Linked DNA regions of Mus musculus: region 1 is linked to region 2. A link is a contact called in public Hi-C data. All regions are on one chromosome and are shown on one strand. Each heading gives the region's core, a stretch centred on a gene start, on an enhancer-like site or on the middle of the called end of the contact. The rest is flanking DNA. Distances are from core to core; before and after follow the strand shown. Region 1 holds the start of Rack1 (receptor for activated C kinase 1). Region 2 holds the start of Rnf145 (ring finger protein 145).

The links. A called contact is a pair of places that touch in the nucleus more often than the background predicts.
Region 1: a contact with region 2 is called in a Hi-C map of the G1E-ER4 cell line, with 7 times the contacts expected there. The contact joins the promoter of Rack1 here to the promoter of Rnf145 in region 2. A contact is called at or near these places in 1 of 39 promoter capture datasets (cranial neural crest) and 1 of 484 Hi-C or Micro-C datasets (the G1E-ER4 cell line).

The regions. Positions count from the first base shown.
Region 1 is chr11:48,797,325-48,801,955 of GRCm38.p6, reverse strand. It overlaps Rack1 (receptor for activated C kinase 1), which reads right to left and starts at 1,596. Exons shown (of 8, transcript NM_008143.3): 1 at 1,384-1,596; 2 at 122-293. The coding sequence starts at 1,492. It overlaps Gm36109 (predicted gene, 36109), which reads left to right and starts at 2,553. Exons shown (of 2, transcript NR_166852.1): 1 at 2,553-2,575. It overlaps LOC115485831 (a small nucleolar RNA gene), which reads right to left and starts at 1,091; the gene lies at 1,024-1,091.
Region 2 is chr11:44,517,575-44,522,140 of GRCm38.p6, reverse strand. It overlaps Rnf145 (ring finger protein 145), which reads right to left and starts at 3,185. Exons shown (of 11, transcript NM_028862.4): 1 at 2,867-3,185.

The DNA of each region.
Region 1 (4,631 bases), core at 347-2,846, 4.3 Mb before region 2:
ACACCCCCAAATGTTGCTTTACCCTCTACAAAAGGACCAATTACCAAGGGGAGACTGCACCCCGGCGAATCTACCTCAGTTCTGCCCACTTTCCCCCCAAGATTCCAAAGCAGCTACTTGCGTTGTGAGATCCCAGAGGCGCAGCGTTCCGTCCCAGGAGCCCGAGAGGGCAAACTGACCATCAGAGGAGATAACAACATCACTAACGAAGTGGGAGTGACCTCTCAGAGCACGCTGTGGTATGCCATAGTTGGTCTCATCTCTGGTCAGCTTCCACATGATGATGGTCTTGTCTAAAAGGGTTGGTAAAGGTTGGTATAAGCCTACTTACTGTGCACCATTTACAGTCTTAAAGTCACTGGGGCCAGTAAACGGGACAGAGAAACTTCAAGTTATAAATAAAAGAGGCTTACTACTCTACAATATCAAGAGCTGTAGATCTCAGCTGTAATGTGAGACTATGGGCACCACACTTCCTGGGATTGAGACTTAAGTTCCACATTCAAAATGTATTTTATTTAAAGTGGCTCCCTACATACATATGTGTGCTACCTGTGTCTATGGTGTTCAGAAGTGCGTGTCAGGTCTCCTGGAACTAGTTTCAGATGACTGCAAGCTACCATGCAGGGTCTGGGAAACTAACCCTAACCTTAGTCATCGTCCGGGCCCGAGACTAATTAACAGCAGAAGCACCACTTGGGTGTATGTAGGCTGAGCAGAGACAGCCTTTCCCGCCTGAGAGTTACTGAAATAAATGCAGCCGTTATTGTAGCATCAGACACAATCCTAGCCACGAACCAACTTACACAGAAACGGACAATAATAAGCCTAGTATTAGGTAGGAGAGAAAATGAGCATAATTTTGGGGTGGGTAGGGAGGAAATACACATGAAGATACATCATTAAAGAAAAAAAATCATTAGTTACAAGAAAACCTAGGGCGGGACAATCAAGTCCGGAAATGTGGGGAACAAGGCATCTACAAAGTTTACCCACTGTCTATAGTTTAGGGCCAGGCGACAACAGCTCAGAAACAGCCTCTGGATTTCAGCAAAGCCACTCAGATGGCATGTTGGGGTCATCATTGCTCCGCCCGTCTTGTAGCCCCGTAAAACTACTTAAACACATCTCCAGGAAGCAAGCGAGAGATTTAAAATCGCCAACTTTGGGAGGTGGGGTGTGAGTACAGTTGCGCGACGTGTCTCGGTTTCCGTTCATGTGTAAAGGGTCGTCCCGGTTGGGGCCCAAGTTGGGGTATGCACGCCCCAACTAACAACTGGGTTGGGGAATGAACCGAGCCAACACGCGCGCCACTTGCTTAACCACGAGACTCTCATGCAGTCCCCAGGACACCGGGTGATTTACCCGGCATGCAGCCCGTACCTCGAGACGCAGACAGGATCATGTCCGGGAACTGCGGTGTGGTGGCGATCTGTGTTACCCATCCATTGTGGCCCTTAAGGGTCCCGCGAAGGGTCATCTGCTCGGTCATGGCTGCAGTTGATGCGAGGGTCGCCGCAGCGACAAGGATGGCACCGGATAGCTCAGAGAGCCAAGCACCACAGCGGCTGCCACCACGACCCTGTGGAGAAAAAGAAAGAGCGGCCTCCGCCGGAACCGGAAATACTCGGAGAGCAAGGCGGGGATTCCCATGATTCACTGCTGCTCAAAGATAGCTGCACTGAGAAGTGGGAGGAACTGGGAGAGTAGGTCTCAAGTATCGTCGTTTCTTCTGCCACGCAACCTAGTTTGGCAGCGCTGTACAAATGCATTCTGAAGCCAGATGCGCCAGGGTTTTAGAAAGGCTTCTCGGGAGATTAAAGCATGCCGTGGAAGCAGAAGTGGGGCTGAGGGCACACAAGCAAACTACAGTGGCCTCTCCGCCCTTACGTGGCAGAGACGCGGCTCCGCCCTTTCCGCTTCTGTTCAGTTCCTTGGTTGGAGACCCCGGCTCCAACTTTGACTTACGGAAGTACAATTAAAGTCGCAATTAGAGGCGTGTGCCAGCAAATCTGGCCTGTTTGTTTGTTTTATGGCAAAATTTCATGTAGCGAAGGCTAGTCTTAAACTGGTTGTGTTGCCAAGGATGGTTTTGAACTACCGACCTGCTTCTGTCTCCCAAGTACTGGAATTATAAACCGAGCCGCCGCCCGGCGAGGCTATAAAGGAGGAAGTGCTGGGTTCAGATTTCTGGGGATTCTGTTGGAAGCCCTTTCTGTGCCTCTGATCATTCCCCAGAAAAGCCTGCTGGTCTGTCTTGTGCTGCCCTGAAAGAAGTGTTCCCGGACGGGGAAGCAGAGGAACACGGATAGCCTGGCAACCCGATGACCTCAACACGTGTTCAAATTTTGTAGTGTTTCCAAATGTCACAGATCTGGCCTTAAAAAGTTTTAACTGTATGTTTTAAAGTATTTGTGTGTGAGTGCGCTTGTGATTGCCACAGAGCACTGGCTGAAGTCAGGAATTTTCTCTCCTGCCATGTGTGTTTGGCTACAGCCGATTTGTTCAGCTTCACTTTTTTTTTTTTTTTTTTTTTTTTTTTTTTTTTTTTAAGGAGCACACACAGGTCAGGAAGGTAAGCAACCACTAATGTCTATGTGAACTAAAGGATACATTTAATTATTTATTTTAGTGCTATGGGTTGAACTCCCACATGCTAGGAAGAGTGCCTTACAGAGTTAAATCCACCCAACTCCCAGCCTTGTTTAGTTTTTGTTCGTTTTTTTGTTTGTTTTTTGTTTTTCGAGACAGGGTTTCTCTGTGTAGTCCTGGCTGTCCTGAAACTCACTCTGTAGACCAGGCTGGCCTCGATGATGGAATTCATCACCACATTCAACCTTGTTTCGTTTTGATTCAGGATGTGCATAGCTCAAATTGGCCTTAAATTTATGATCTCCCTTCCTCAGCCTGCCAAGTAACTAAGATTATAGCCCTAAAACACCAAGCCCTAGGTATAAGTATTTGTTTTTCTTTCTTTTTTTTTCTTTTTTTTGGTTTTGTTTTGTTTTGGAGACAGTGTTTCTCTTTGTATCCCTGGCTCTCTGTAGACCATGCTGGCTTGTTTTTTTCTATTCGTAAATTGCATGGAATTTAACTTCTCCTCCTCCTCTTCTTATGTGTTTTGTTTTTCCAGACAATGTGTAGCCTTAGCTGCTCTGGAACTTGCCCTCTAGACCAGGATGGCCCTGAAGTCCGAGTTCACCTGCCTCTGTCTCCCAAGCGCTGGGACTAAAGACATGCACCACCATCATCCAGCTGAGTTTAGTTTCTTATCTGTGATAAGAGATTGAAATTAGTACTTATAAAATATGGTAGTGCGGAGAATAAAGGAATATAGGAGACTAAGCATGGTGTCAGAGGTTTGGGATCCGAGTGTTCAGGAGGCAGAAGTAGGAAGATCACTGATGTCACGGCTGACCTAGTCTATTTAGTAAATTCCAGGCAAGCCAGCTTAGGTCACAGATAAGAACCGAAGGAAGAAAGAAGCCGGATGGCCATTTTGTTTTGTTTGTAGTTTACGTCTTATCATGGTGGGGTAAGACAGTGAGGTTAAGTTTGGAGGGAAGCCATAGGCAGATGTGAAAGCACAATATCTTGTGGGTATCTGGGGAATAGTTCCATTGCAAAGGCTTTTGGCTGGGATCCGTAGGCCGAGCAGTGAGAGTTGCCAGAGTTTGCTGGGATTAGGGGACCTTAGCAAGGTGCACTGGAAGGCATTTGGAAAGGAAGGTATATGTTAGGTGAATGTTGTGTGAAGTTGCAGCCCCCTGTGGTTGCTCAGAGATGTAAAAACCAGGGTCTCTCAATTAAGACCACTTGCTCTGCCGGCCTGTTGCAGACTCACCCGTTGTAGTCTCGGTGGAATATGCAGGGTACTACCCTGGATGTGTTCTTTCACAACCAGAGGGATGCCTTCTTAGCACCCCAAGGTTTTACATCATCTGTCTCTTTGGTAGACCCAACTGGCTGTCTTTCATTTTTCCAAGCCTTAAGCCATTCTTGTGTTTCTCTGGTGGTTCTGGAAGTCACCTGTCCTTTCTTACCCTAAAGCTAGTTTGCTGCTCTAACTAAAATTAAGTGGGTCACGCTAGCACTTGGCTATCTCTGTACTACGCTATGCTACATAGAGAGGTGAGCCACTACACCCACATACCAGCTTCCTTAGTGAAAACTGACTTTCCATTTGAAAAAAAGATGCCATTCTTTTTTCTTCCGGTCTGGGGGATTGAATCTAGGGTTTCTATCTTGCTAGATAAGCTCGCTGCCAGGGAGCTACATCCTAAGACGCCTTTCTTCCTTTCTTTCTTGCTCCCCCCCCCACCAACCCCCCACCCCTGTTTTCCTTACCTCCCTCTTTTGCTTTATTTCTTCCCTGAGACAGGGTTTCACTGTGCAGCTCCCTGGCTGACCTTTACCTTCCTAGTATTTAGATTATCGCCATGCTCCACCAAGCCCTGCTATCTGCTATTTTTCGTAATCTCTGCCTCGGGTGTCCCAAGGAAACAGCACATTTCTGAGATAGCACCAGAAGTCTGAGTTTAAAATGAACCCTTCCCAGACCTCCTGGGATGCCTGAGATGGGACTGCTGTAGATCCTTCTCCCAGGTGTAGGTTGATGGCGGTGTGTGTGT
Region 2 (4,566 bases), core at 1,936-4,435:
AAACAACATGGATAAGCAAAGCAATAGCAAAGACCAACCCCATGCCTCAGAACTTTGTAATTCATAACTAGGACAGGTGGAAACCATCCCAAATAGAAATCAATGTTCTATACTCTAGCTCCATGCACTAAACCAACATCCAGACAAAATTCAGAGGTATTTGCCATGATTATAGAAGCTTGCGATTACTTATATCTTCCATAGTACTAGGCTGTAAGAACATGAAGCAAAAAAACAGCTGTCCAGGCCAGCAAGATGGCTTAGATGCTGGAGGTCAGGTGTGAGACCCGCATGGCTGAAAGGGAGAACTTTCTAGCTGTCCTCTGACCTCCACACCAGCAACAAAACACTGCACATCTGCCCACACAGAGACGCTAAAAGTAAATAACTGATATCATAGATCCTTAATAATTGGCTCAAACCTTATATGTTATTTTGGATCCAGGGTCAAACACTGCTGATGAACAATTATTAAGCTGGAGCTCAGAATTCCCTTAAAACCATGATACCCAGCAACCCTAGACACAGGAATAGCAAAAACAAAAGGTCCAAAACCGCCAAATGCAAATATGTAAGCTTTCTGCACTATCTTATCTTCCTGTAAGATCCCAAAATTTCCTTGGGTTATTGAAACAAACTGGAAATGAATTCTCCATCATGTCTCTGCAAGCCACGTAAACTAAAGGTGACTCAAACCCATGTTAGACAGCCCAGCAGCTAAGTAAATGAAAAGTTTTGTCCCAGAAACAGTAAACTTTCTTTCCAGAAACAGAAAATGTTTCTTCCCAGAAACGGAAAGACTCAATAAATGCTCACCAAAACCCCAAACCCTGGCTGTTTCAATAAATGCCTTTCCAAGACATGGAAACAACGTCTTGTATAATGTGCAGTTTATTATAGGGCTTGAGGGTTAGGAAACACAGATCCTCACTCTGCATTGTCCTAAAACTACCAAAGTTTAGTTTTGAATAGGGAGAAATCAGACAAAGAAACTTCAACAGTAAGAAAAATGTAACTGCTGGGCTCCGTTGGAAAACTATCTTTAAAAAAAAAAAAATGTGGTATTAAAAAAAAAAGGAATCCCACAACTCCTTAACTACCTTTTTAAAAAAGACAAAGCAAAAATAAGATGACTTAAATTGATAACAGATAATTTAGGGCTGAAAGTTACAAACAAAACCATCACCATCAACCTTCCTTCTCTGCTCCCAGCAATTCAAACAAATTCTAAATCAACTAAAACTGAATCTAAGCAAATGGGGGACAAGGAGGCTGTCTATCCATTGGGATGCTGAGACCTTAAAAAAAATAAACAAACAAAACAAAAAACAAAAAAACAAAAACAAAAACGAGAGGGCGAAGCTGGACCCTAAAATCCGAAAGTAACTCCGCCCAGAAAGGAGACCAGGAAAGAGAACTTCCTTACATAAGCGCTGGCACACGTTTTAAATATAGCTAATCCTCCCCACTCCCACTGTGTTGCTAGCTAACTTTGTAGGGACTTGGTTTCCACAGAAACTACTAGCAATCCTGTGATTCCTCATCATCTCCGAAACCACATCCACAGATAAGAGTCCACCCTCCAGTGAAAGAGCCATCGTCCAACCTAAGGGCCCGACACAGAGAAGGAAAACAACGCTACCTCTGCCATTGGACGCTCAGCCTAGGTCACGACTGCAGCACCGGCAGCTCATCCTTTTGGGTCTGGTTCAAGATTCACAAAACTGCACACTCGGTATTTTATAAAATAAAGACAGACACACACACACACCCCTTCCTTTCAGACTAGTTTCCTGTTTACTGCAGACAGAGATGCAAAGCCATCCATTAATCTTTGATGCCTTCCCACTGCAAAGGCCCCTTCCCCCGCCCCATCTCACTCTCTCCCCGCACCTCCCCCAACCCCGCCTGCTTTGCTCAGATACATTTGAACTGTAGTAACCCCAAGCCAGCTCGCCGCAAGCAGGCAGCGAGCACAGCACAGCAGCGCGGCACGGACGCAGCAGCCCCAAGGCTAGGGGATTACGTGGAGCAGAAACTCTGCCAGGAAGAGAAGCCCGGGTGCTCCCTGCCTCGCCAAGGGTGCTGGCTCTACCGCGCCTCATAAGGCGCGCTTATATGAGTCAAGTTCCTAACCCTTAGATAGAATAGGGGGTTCATTCCACAAAGGTCCTAGGGTGGGAAAGCAGAACTGGAGAGGGCGAACCCAGGGATGGCGAGCGGGAAAAGGAACACAGTAAGAGAGAGATGAGCTGCTCGTGACTGAAGAGAGGCGCACTGCACACTAAGCCAGGGGTCCCCCTATTCTTTGGGCTTGGCAGGTCTTTCTGAAACCCGCAACCTGCACCGCCTGCACATGGTTAGGCTGAGTTAAGGGGCTGCGAGGTGAGGAGACGCCAGGGAAGAGGGAAGAAGCTTGAAAGCAAAAAGAGTGAACAGAAACGCAAAAGACGAAAAGTTAGAAATGCAAACCTGAGCAAAGGAGCCCGGACTGGACACCTCTGCCAGAGAGACCGGGAAAGGCCTTGCAACCGGGGTACAGGAGAGCAGAGAGGGGTGAGCCCCAATGAGGGCATCTCAGGAATGTGAGGGTTCTCTCCCTCTCCAGGCGCGGGAGGAAAGAAGGATGGAAGGTGGTGAGGAGGCAGCCGAGGCCCCGGGAACGAGTATGAGGCTCTGCGAGGAGGTCGCAGGAGACTGATCGCTGCTCAGGGGTGGGCGGGAGGGCGCGGTGCGGAGGGGGACCAGGCCGGGGCCAAGAGCCGGAGAAGGAGGGGGCGCGGCGGGGAGGAGCGAGGGTGGGGGAGGGGAGGGGAGGCGCAGTGGGCAGCAGGCCTGCGGGATGCTCCCGGCTGACCGCAGTCACCTGGAGCCGCAGCCTCCCTGCCTGCGGGGCGGCACTGGGGATGGCGGTGTCCGCTGCTGCCCGGCTCCGATTCCCGCCCCTCCGGTGAGATCTTCGGTTCCGACGGCGGGGGGCCCGGTTTGCGCGGCTCACAGCGGCGGCTCTCCCGCGTCCGGCCTCGGCTGCGGCGTCTCGGGAGGCGGAGGCAGCGGAAGCGGCCCGAACCGTGAGGTCACCATCCTCCGCGGCGACAAAGGCGCTCCCGGGCCGAGCGCCGGCACCAGCGCCCGGCGGCCGCCATGGCCTGGTCCCCGCGCTCCGGCTCCGCCCCCCGCGCTCTGCGGCGACCGCCGGCTCGCGCGCTCTGCGCCTGCGCGCGAGCTCGCCATCGCCCGGCCCCCGTGCGCCCACGCTCACTCACAATCGCGCACGGCGGGATCTTCCCGCACCGCCTCCGTTGAGTGGGCCCGAAACGCCGGCTTCTCTTTGGTGCTGGTCCGGCAGACTATTCCAAGGAAGGGTGAGGCGACACCGGGACATGCACTGTGACCCCAGCCATTCTGACACGTGTTCGCGCTCACTCCGCAGACACCACGAGCCGCACGCGCCCACACCTACACTCACCTGCTGGGACCACGTGGGACAATGTGAAAGGCTGGTCCCTGCCGCGTGCAAACCCAGAGCAATTTTTAACTCTCTCCTTGACTAGACTAAGACTCGTCTCTAAGGCATCAGGGACGACGAAGAGTAAAATGCTGGATGAGTGAATGGTTTGGAATTGCTCCCTGGGACTGTATTCCGGCTCCTTCGTTTGGTGCAAATGATTAACTACTGTATGAAAATAAAAGGTGTAAATAGGTTTGCCATTTCTTTTGGTTCAAGGTTCAAACCACATTAGTGTGCACACACCCTTTCCCTGAAACCCTTTTGTTCTGCTCTAGTCTCCTAATACTATGGCACATTCTTGCCGTATTATAAATGTAGAAGCTTTTAGAGCAGGATCTGTGTCTATATAGTATATAAGCTTGCTGAGGACTTAAGCTGATCTTTGCAGGGATCTATTACTACGTTCATCTGTATTACCATTGCCTCGCTATTACCTTCTGCCATTTGCTCTGTTGTTCCTTGCTTTTAGTTTAGTCCCTTGAGAATCAGTTGCCACTAGAAACTAGTGTGGCCTTTCATTAGGCAGTGCCTAGGTAACAGAAGATGAACACCAAGTGATTTGTAAGGCATTGCAACCATTCTGGCTCATTCGGAAACTTGCCAAGAGCCTCCACCTTACAATCTGTACAAGACAAAATGAGTATTCTTTGATGTTTATGTGTCCTTGTCCACTGCTTATGAGACACATACACCCACGATTCTGAACCTCTGGGTCTCCCCTGCTATAAAACTGTAAACACAACCTCTACATATACAAGGTCATCAGAGCAGGAGAGATGGCTTAGCTCTTAAGAGCCCTTTTTGTTCTTCTAGAGAACACCCCACCCCCAGGTTCAATTCTCAGCACCCAGGTGTAGCTGGTAACTCGAGTCCCAGAGGATCTGACGCCCTCTTCTGGCCTCCATGGACACTACAAACATGTGGTGCTCAGACATATCTGCAGACAAAACATTCATAGATGTAAAATAAGTAATATGTAGCCAAAGCCATCACTAAAGTTCACAGTAGCATATCTCCCTCCCATTTTCTGTGACTGTGATAAAACTTGGACAGAA